Regions from separate parts of the Sus scrofa genome. Here region 2 is linked to region 1. Evidence: chromatin contacts called from public Hi-C data. All regions are on one chromosome and are shown on one strand. The core of a region is the stretch at or near the end of the contact, and the rest is flanking DNA. Distances in the headings are between cores, read along the strand shown. Region 1 overlaps LOC110260062 (a long non-coding RNA gene). Region 2 has its middle 670 kb from the start of RNF144A.

The links. Hi-C and Micro-C count contacts between places; a contact is called where the count stands out from the background.
Region 2: a Hi-C map of liver shows a contact between it and region 1, with 7 times the contacts expected there. A contact is called at or near these places in 3 of 47 Hi-C or Micro-C datasets (liver and skeletal muscle).

The regions. Positions count from the first base shown.
Region 1 is chr3:127,718,941-127,723,501 of Sscrofa11.1, forward strand. All of the region lies in intron 1 of LOC110260062 (a long non-coding RNA gene), which reads left to right. Among named protein-coding and RNA genes, the nearest start is that of ID2, 220 kb to the left of the region's middle.
Region 2 is chr3:128,195,718-128,200,117 of Sscrofa11.1, forward strand. No RefSeq gene overlaps it. Among named protein-coding and RNA genes, the nearest start is that of RNF144A, 670 kb to the right of the region's middle.

The DNA.
Region 1 (4,561 bases), core at 436-2,935:
AATTAATTTTTTGATGTGAAGAACCAGGAGTAAAAAATGTACAAGTGAATAGAAGAGTATGTTGCCAGGCAGTCCTCCTCCTTCTAAAACAAACCATGGTTACCTTGATTTCAGATTTTTAGGCTGCTTTTATTGTGGGGGTGTCTGGCCTGGAAGAAAGATGTCTCAAACTACCTGACCTTGAAATCTCAGACAAGGACAATTCCCTGCCGGTTGGTTCTAAAGTTCTGAAGGAAGCCTTCAAGTCGCCAGCCCAAACGTTGCATATACCACTGTCACCTCTTTTTCAGCAGCACCTGTTTGCGGGTACAGATTATTTTTGCCGTGCAGAAATGCTTGGCCCCCTGCAGCCAGGCTTCACTTTTCTGGCTTATTTTTAAAGGGGAGAAACATGGACGTGCCCAGCGGGCAGTCACCTTGGGATCCTCTGGCTCCTCTCTCACTCGCGCGCCTCTTGCTAAATGCTTTCCTGTTTGCAGAAGCACGCTGGTGTGGCGAAAGAGTTTCATAAGAGCCCTGGCCTAGTTCTCTTACTGTTCTTCCCATATTTTATTGTCTGCTTTTGCAGATAAGAGATGCCTGGGTAATTTGGGCTGACACTACATCAGGAAGAGTCAAAGCACTAAGTCCAGAGAAAGGTTCTTTTTAGAAAGGTACATTTTGGCCTTTCTAATCTAGGCACATCTGGTCCTCTTTACCTGAGCGTTTAGTTCACAGGGACACCGTTCAGAGCCAGGGGACCGTGCTTGCTCATTTGCCTGGGCAGGACTGGTTCACACCGTCTCTGTTCTCAGGAATGTCCTGCTTTGGAAGTTCCCGTTGTGGCTCAGCAGGTTAAGAACCCGACGTAATGTCCATGAGGATGCGGGTTCGATTCCCTAGCCTTGCTCAGTGGGTTAAGAATCTGGCATTGCCTCAAGCTGCAGCACAGGCCGCAGATGCGGCTTGGATCTGACTTTGCTGCGAGTGTGGCGTAGGCTGGCAGTTGCAGCTTCGATTCAACCCCTAGCCCGGGAGCTTCCATATGCTGCAGGTGCAGCCGTAAAAATGAATGTTCTGCTTTGGACATAACCTGGGCACCACACTTAGTTTGTATACCCCGGTGCACCTCTGGTTCACGGATGTCTGAAACACTCTGGGTTTCTTCTGGTTTCTGAAGGGTGCTTTCACTCTGCCTCTTCCAAGATGCAGCTTTACAGCTCATCCTGTGTAGGAAAACAATCCTTTTGATTAAAAGTCAGTCATGGTATCACGCCCAAGGTTTTGTGGATCCCTGGCTCCTTTAGAAGAACAGACAAAATGTGTCAAATTGGACCTGATGCCCTTTGCCTGGTTTTCCAGGGCAAACTTAGAGTAGAAACATGTGCTTCCCCAATTTCTCAGGCTCCTGAAAGCTGATGCGGGGGTGGGGGCGGGGTGGGGTAAAAGCGACAGTCAGGCTGAGTGTGCACCCGACCAAAGGCTGCGTGGCACTTCCCTTGCCAAGAATGTTGCTGTGTGTCCCCCGCGCTCTGGTAGCACTGGTGCTCCAGCCTGCCGTCTGCTGCAGTTCTATAATGTCATTTCCCCAGATTCCTCCAGGAACGTTTCATCACAAAGGCCTGCTCTCGAAATGCCCCAGGGAGTTGTTCTGTCTCGATTTTCCCCTGCGCTTTTTATTGCTGGCGCTTAATGAACTTTTCTTGGCTGTTTCAACTGTCAGCGTTTAAAGTCCACTGGTGAATGCTGGTTGGCTTTCTCTGCGCTCAACTGGACTGTTCAGTGGCAATTATAGTTCTTAATCACCATGAGACATTTGAGGGAAAGGTGACCCTTCCAAAAGTCTGTCACTGAGGCAGCAGGAAGCGAGTTCTGGCAGAAGGGACCAGGGGGAGGAAAAGAAGGTTCGTCCCATTCTCCCAAGGCAGAACGCGGCACGCCCGGGACAGGCCTGGGGAAATAAAGCCAGAAGGAAAAAAAGAGAAGCCACACTGATTTCTCCCTTTGCTGGTGTTATTTATGCGACATAATTGGCATTTGATCCATTCACTCCTGGGTAAAGAAATCATTAATGGAATGCCTACTTCAGACCAGGCAGTGCCTAGGTTTTATGGCAGAGACATCCAGATAAGCATTGAATGATTCTAACTTCAAGGAACTCTGGGACTAGCGGGATGCGCAGCAGTCAAAGGACTTTTAGGGAAGAGTCTCTGAAAGGGGAGCTGGACCCAAAGGCCCGGAAGCTGGTGGTCCAGCAGGGAGCCAGCCAGACCGGGATGAGGGCCGGCAGAAGGTGCTCTTCCCGGGTGACATTCCAGGGACTCAGAAAGAGTTCAGAATGGCCAGAGGAACGTTCTGATGGGACCCTATGAAGGATCCATTCAGTCGCCCACTCATTCATTCATTCATTTATTCCAGTCGTTCATGGGGAGCCTGCTCCCTGCTAAGTATGTGGAGCCCATGTTTATGAAAATGAGAAAGTCAGGAGAGCCTAAGGGCCTCGTGTGCTGACAAAGTGCAGACATTACCCGGAGAGCCAGGGAGCGAGCGCCTTGGGGGCGCTGACCTGGCAGAAGGCTTTGATTAGCCGTGTGTGTTGGCTCTTGTGTGGGAGAAGTGGGAGGGGTGGGGAATCCAGGCTGAAGGCAGAGCGGATGGATGGGGGAGCAATAGTAAGTGAATGGTGGTGGGAGAGGGAAGGGAGTCCACCAGTGATGATGCTTTTATTGTCTATCAGGTCTGTTTCTCGGCTGGAAAGTGAAGGGCAAGTCTAGGATGACCATCCTGGGTAACTGCTGCCTGGGGGGGCCCTTTACCCGGCTCAGGGAGCTAAGAGAAAAGTTGCGGAAAGATGATGACTTCAGTTTTAGATGGGGCTGTCAAGTTTGTGGTGCTTGTCACTCTCGGAATGGGGAGAGGGTCAGAGGGGTGTCCACAAGCCCTTTGGCTGTACAGGGCCACCCATTAGGAAACAGATGAGCCTGGGAGACAGACTACGGGGTTATCAGCTTACAGATTATGATGAGGTCACAAGTGTGGGTGAAACCACATCGTAAGACAATAAAAACGAGTAATAACTAGAATTTACTATATAAAATAACTCACTCTGTGCTAAGTGTCCTGGGAAGCGCCAACCTATTTCATCTTCAGTAGAATCCTACAAGATACCATTTTTAACCATCCTCATTGACAGAGGAAGAATTTGAGGCAGAGAGCAGTTAAGTAGCTTGTGTAAGGTTGCACAGCATGTTAGTAAAATGTGGGGGACAGGTTGCAGTTTGGGGCAATTAGAGGAGAAACTTACATGCGAAGAGGTGCCCCCGGAAGGCTGAGGAGGAAGTGCAGGGGAGGAAGAAACACAGGGGGTTGTGCAAGCCTTTGGGGCAGGGTCACTCTCCCTTCACCCCGACTCTCTTGGCTTCCTGGTCTGCCGGCTGCCCCAGTAACTGCTGAAGGCTGATGCCCTCCTTGCGGGCATGGAGGCTAGAACTCCAAATACTCCCGTGTTAAGAGAGCACAGGATGTGCGTTCAGTGGTGTGCAGCCAGGCGGTGAAACTCCCTCCTCAGTCCCTCAGTAAAGGGAGGGAGCCCTGGACCTGGCTCTGTGAGCCGTCGAGGCTCCCAAGGCTTCAGCCCCAAATGACCTCCCATCCCGGCCCGTGGAAACCCCACTTCCCCCTTGCAGGCTCATTGCAGAGGGCAGCTTCTCCAGGAAGCCCTCCAGATTCTCCCAATCCAGGCTCCTCTGGCCTCCACACTCCCCTGGTGCTTTGCAGGAGCAAATAACTCCTCACAAATTCCTTTCCACCTTCGTTGGTGTTGCTGTCTTTTAAGTCCTGAAGGGCATAAACTATTCCTTCTTTATTTGTGTGTCTTGCATGTAGTAGGCATTTAATAAGTGCTGGTATTAGTAGGTGCTCAATAAATGGATCTGAATGGAGGGAGAAAAGGTCCTGGAAATTTTTTCTTAAAATCCTTCCTTAAAGCTCCCTTTTCTGGACGATTTTGCAACCAGGCTACCCTTGCAGAGCAACCTTCTGATGTCTCTTTGTTTCCTTTCTCTGTATTCCCAGGGTTCTTGGTTGTTTTCTCATTTGTACCTTCCCTGGCCTGAAATACATTAGAATTAGCTGTGTCTCTGTGTGTCTGGGACTGCCCCCAGCAGACGCCAAGTACTGGGGGCTGGGTTCTTATTCTCCTGAAAGTGCAAAGTCAGAGGCAGGCAGGTGCGGTGGAATTCCAGCCCCTCCGAAGCCCCCCTCCGGTCCTCCCTGGCCCATCTCCCCCACCGCACACCCCATCCCCGAGCCAATCAGCTGCACCCTCGCCTCCCCTCTTAATGGGGGGAGCAGGTGGCCCGGCCCTGTTCAGTGTCCCATCTGCGCTTCTTCTTGGTCTTCCCAGACCCAAGCTCACACATGATGTAATGACGATATGGGCTTCAGCTTTGATCAAAGCTGAACACTGCAGCTGAGACCTGAATTGGCTGAGAGCAAAGGCTTACTTCAGCCAGTTGGGCCAGAGTCTATAAATAGGCGGTGCCAAGAGCCTTCGCCACAGCTACAAGTCAGACCCTCTATG
Region 2 (4,400 bases), core at 1,629-4,128, 480 kb after region 1:
TCAGAAGCCTCCTTCTCTGCGGGGCAGCCGCAGTCCCCACTGACACAGGACCTGGGAAGGAGCCAAAAGGTGAGTGAGAGCCGCTGGGTTTCCTGTGCACCTGTGCGCCTACCATTTCCAAAAGCATGGTGAGCTTTCTGAAATCAATGAGAAATGGGAGGTCTCAGTTTCCACCCCAGTGTTTGGCATTTCCCAGTTTTTGTTGTTGTTCCTGTTTTTGTTTACTTGTCAACAATTTAGGAAGAAGGGGGATCAAGTTCGTTATACTATCTCAAGGGGCTCACGCAGCCCAGAAAAAAATGAATCTGTCCCTCTCTCCGAGGTTGAAACAATTTGGCAATCGCCTAATTTTCAGATGGGATTAACTTGGGTTTCTTTGAACAGATTGTCATGCATTTTAGTAAGTAAGTAGAGGTTAGAGACACATGTGGTTTCGTGAAATGAGGCGACGAGTTAAGAAGCGTGTATAAAAAGAGGTTTAAACAGCAGACGCGTGCCGTTTCTGTGCACCTAGGGAGGGAGGTTAGGAATACTAAGAAACGGGTCTTTATTCTGCAACAGCCTCTCTCTCCTTCTGTCTTTCTGATTACCTTAAATATTTAAGCTGCAATTGTGTTAGGTGAGTTTCATTTAATTAGCAAGATGATTCCTTAAAATCCATGCCACAATGCTCTCTGAGTGTGTATGCTGAGACTCACTTAATCCACATTTCCAGTTCCTTCATACATTTGAAAACAGACCATGATACTGGTCTTTCAGTTCTAGCGTTTTCCCGATGGCCTTTGGGCAAACGATCAGTTCTATTCCGAAAAGCCTCAGAGGCCAGAATCAGAGCCTGTGGTTCCCAGTTGGCAGTGGGCACAGAGTTTCTATTTTGCTTTCTCCTATTTCACCTGGGGCATCATAAGCACCTGCTCACAACACAGAGGGAGGTAAGTGTGACCCCACGCCTGGTGTGGCGACCTGTACACTAGGATCCAGAGAGCAGAGGTGAAACTGTGCTTCCTGCACTCAGGCGCCTCCTAGGTTAACGGAGAAACTGCTCTGGAAGGCAATAATTAAACTATGTGGTTATAATGCTATGCTAAACATTCCTTATTTCCATGATGTCACTGGAGTCCCCTCCCCCAAGAGGAATGAGTCGTAAAGGCCGTGCTGACCAGTCCGTCCCACATTCTGATTCCTAGAATTGTAGGTGCAGGGCAGGAGTGAGGGGTCGCCATAGACCCCCCGAGCTTGGAGCCCAGGGTGTGCGGTCAGGAAGGTGACCATGACCGGGAGACAGAGATCTCCCTCTGCCCTGCTCTTGACGGATCCTTTCTCACTTGTCAGCCATGGTCCCTCAAGACGTCACCTCTCTGAGGGCTGCTGTGAGAATTAAGTGGAAGGACACAGGTGGCATGGCCGGCCAAGCCTGCCAACCAGTAACCATCCGCTGTATTCCTCGTTCCAAATACAGAGCAAGGTCCTTGAAGAGTGGGTCCCAGCCATCCCCCTTTGTCAAAGGGATGCTGCATGCAGCGGTTACAAGGCACTGAGAGGGACTTCACACCATGGCACGGTGGGTTAGGAATCCGATTGCCACTGCTTAGGTCACTGCAGAGCTGTGGGTGCGATCCCTGGCCTGGCACAGTGGGTTCAAGGATTCAGTTCCTGGCCTGGGAACTTCCATATGCCATGGGTGCAGCCATTAAAAAAGCAAACGAAAAAGAGTAACTGATGGGGTTCAAACCCTAGCCCCTCCCGGACAAGCTGTGTGTACGCGTTCCGAGGTTTGTTTCCTCACATATGTCCAAGATGTGGAAAATAGCTGCCTTTCTGTCCCAGTGTCAGGAAGGCAACATGGGTCAATACACACAGAGCATACCTCAGTGTCTGCCCAGGCCAAGAGCCACTGCCTCCACTATCGCACACATTGGTGTGTGGCCTCTTCCCCTTGCACAAATCACCTTTATTAGAGACCCTCTGACTGTCGTGGGACAGACCGGGACCCATCCGTGCCTTCGTCCTCACCTACCCATGGGGCCGCTTTGGGGTGGAATTCCACCCAGACCGCCGCTGTCTGTGGACACAGAGCTTCCTCTGGCCAGGACTGACGAAGGATGGCAGTGGATCTCGCTCCCCTCATTTGGTCTCTGGTGTTGTGCTGGGAGACACGTTAAAAGTGGAAGCTTGTCCAGGCCCCTCATTTCCTAAGGAGAGAGAGGCAGAGACCTTGAGAAGGTAGGGGAGTTTGTCTCCGGGCGGCCAATGTGAGAACCTGGGCTGGAATCCATGCCTCATGTCCTGGCTGCTGCTCTTTCCAGAACATGTTAAGAGGCAGCAGAGTAAACGGAAAGACCATGAACTTGGAGTCAGCAGGCCGGGTCCAAATCTTGGCTCCTCCGATGTGTCACCTGACCGTCTTTATCCAATACAGAGAGATATTAACTCCTTTCTCACGGAGCTGCTCTGAGGATTAAACAAGGTTCTGTGTGTGAAAGCACCTGGCTTGAAGCAGGTGCTTAATGAATGTTCGTTTCTTCCCCATCACGGTGGAACTTGTATATTTATAGATGCGTGGAAACAGGAGGGAGACCAGAAATAACAAAGGCTCCTGATGGAGCAGCTGGCCCAGAGCCTGCACTCAGAGGTGTGCACAGGTGAGTGCCTTAAGGCGGCGACCCAAGCAGATACTCAGCATTGGAGCAAAGAGCCAGGGGATCTCTGTCTTTTTTTTTTTTTTTTTCCAGGAACACAAACGAACTGGCTAGGATGCTGTGGGAAAGGAGAGGTGGGTTGTGAAACCCACAGGTGGCCCTGAGCATGGCGGTGACGAGAGTCAATGTCAAGGCTGTTTTCCTCTGGGCCATGCCCACCGCCAGGTTCACGGGGCCCTCCGCCAAGTCAAACAGGGCTCTGCGCAGTCAAAGCTGCACTTGCTCCAGGCGCTCCCGGGGACCAGCTTAGGACTCTGGGGTCAAACGTTCGCCCCCTGTCAATGGGAGGCCATGCACCTGTGTGGCTGTAATGCCCGCTGAGAAGCCAGCCCCTCTGTTCCCCCCAAAGCTCCCAGGTTTGCATATTCTTTAAAGCATTGAGCACTCAGTGAACGCCAAGCCCTCAGCCAAGTCTAAACATTTGCCTTGGCACTGGGCCATCCTAACACAGGGCCCCAGCGTTGTCCCAGGCTGACGCGCCTTAAAAGAGCTGCACGAGTTGAAATTCAGTGGGATCGTAAATATGCCAGGTAGACAGTTGAATCTGAAGATTAGAATCAAAGGGTGAGTTATTCAATCCAAGAAAAAGTCACGAATAAGCAAACCAGCATCCTGGGAGCCCGACCACACTTAAAAAGTCTTCCCTTCACGAATGGCCTGCTTGGTGCCCACACTCCGTTGTGCCCGCCTGCTTCGCGCTCATGACAATTAGTAGATATTATGCCTCTTTGCTGAGGCCTGAACTGAGGCTCCCAGCTGTGTTATAGCTGACTTAGCACAAGGTCAAGGAGCTAACATGTGATGGGGCCAGGGTTTAAGTAAGATGGATTTCATTGAATAAAAGAAAAAAGCTTAAGTTGTTTTTACCATATTCATGCTAAGAAACCAAGGTAAGTCAAAAAGAGATTAACTATCCTCATGAGATAAGAGGCTTAACAAAAAATGAAGGGACGTGTGGACTTCTCATTTAGCAGTCTGGTTTGCAGGCTCCTTACCTTAGCGAGGGCAGGAGACAGAAATTCAGGCTTCAGTTTATGGTCTCCAGTTCTTCTTCATATAGCCTGTGTCCTTGCCAACTGGATTATTGTCCAAATGCTCCCCAAGGCTTTTCACGGTGCCTTTGCCTTGCTGTTCCTTCTGCAAAGAATGTCTTTCAGATCTCTGATGCTTGACATCTTAACCAGCCTAATTCTCCCGCCTGCAAGACAGAACTCTCTCTCTTTTTAAAAGATTACTATTTTTTATTACAGTTGACTTACAATGTTGTGCCAATTTCTGCTCTACAGCACAGTGACCCATGTGTATATATTTATGTCTCATACTGTCTTCCATTATGATCTAACCCAAGAGATTGGATAAAGTTCCCGTGCTGTGCAGTAGGACCCCCTTGCTGATCCATTCTAAATGCAGTAGTTTGCATCTACAGATCCCCAGCTTCCAGTCCATCCCACTCCCTCCTTCCCTCCCCCAGCAATCACAGACCTCTGGCTCTTGCAGGTCATTCAGAGAGCGACATGCTCAGTTTTTTTGGGCCCCCCTCTTGGTTAGAGTATAGGTTCCTGAGTTCTGCCTCTGGAAATTCTGATTTCCTAAGTCTAGAATGGACCCCCCCAAAATCTATCTAAATCAACACTTAGGTGATTCTGGTGCCGAAGATCCATGAGCCAAGCATCGAGGAACACACGCCTAAGTTTATGGAGT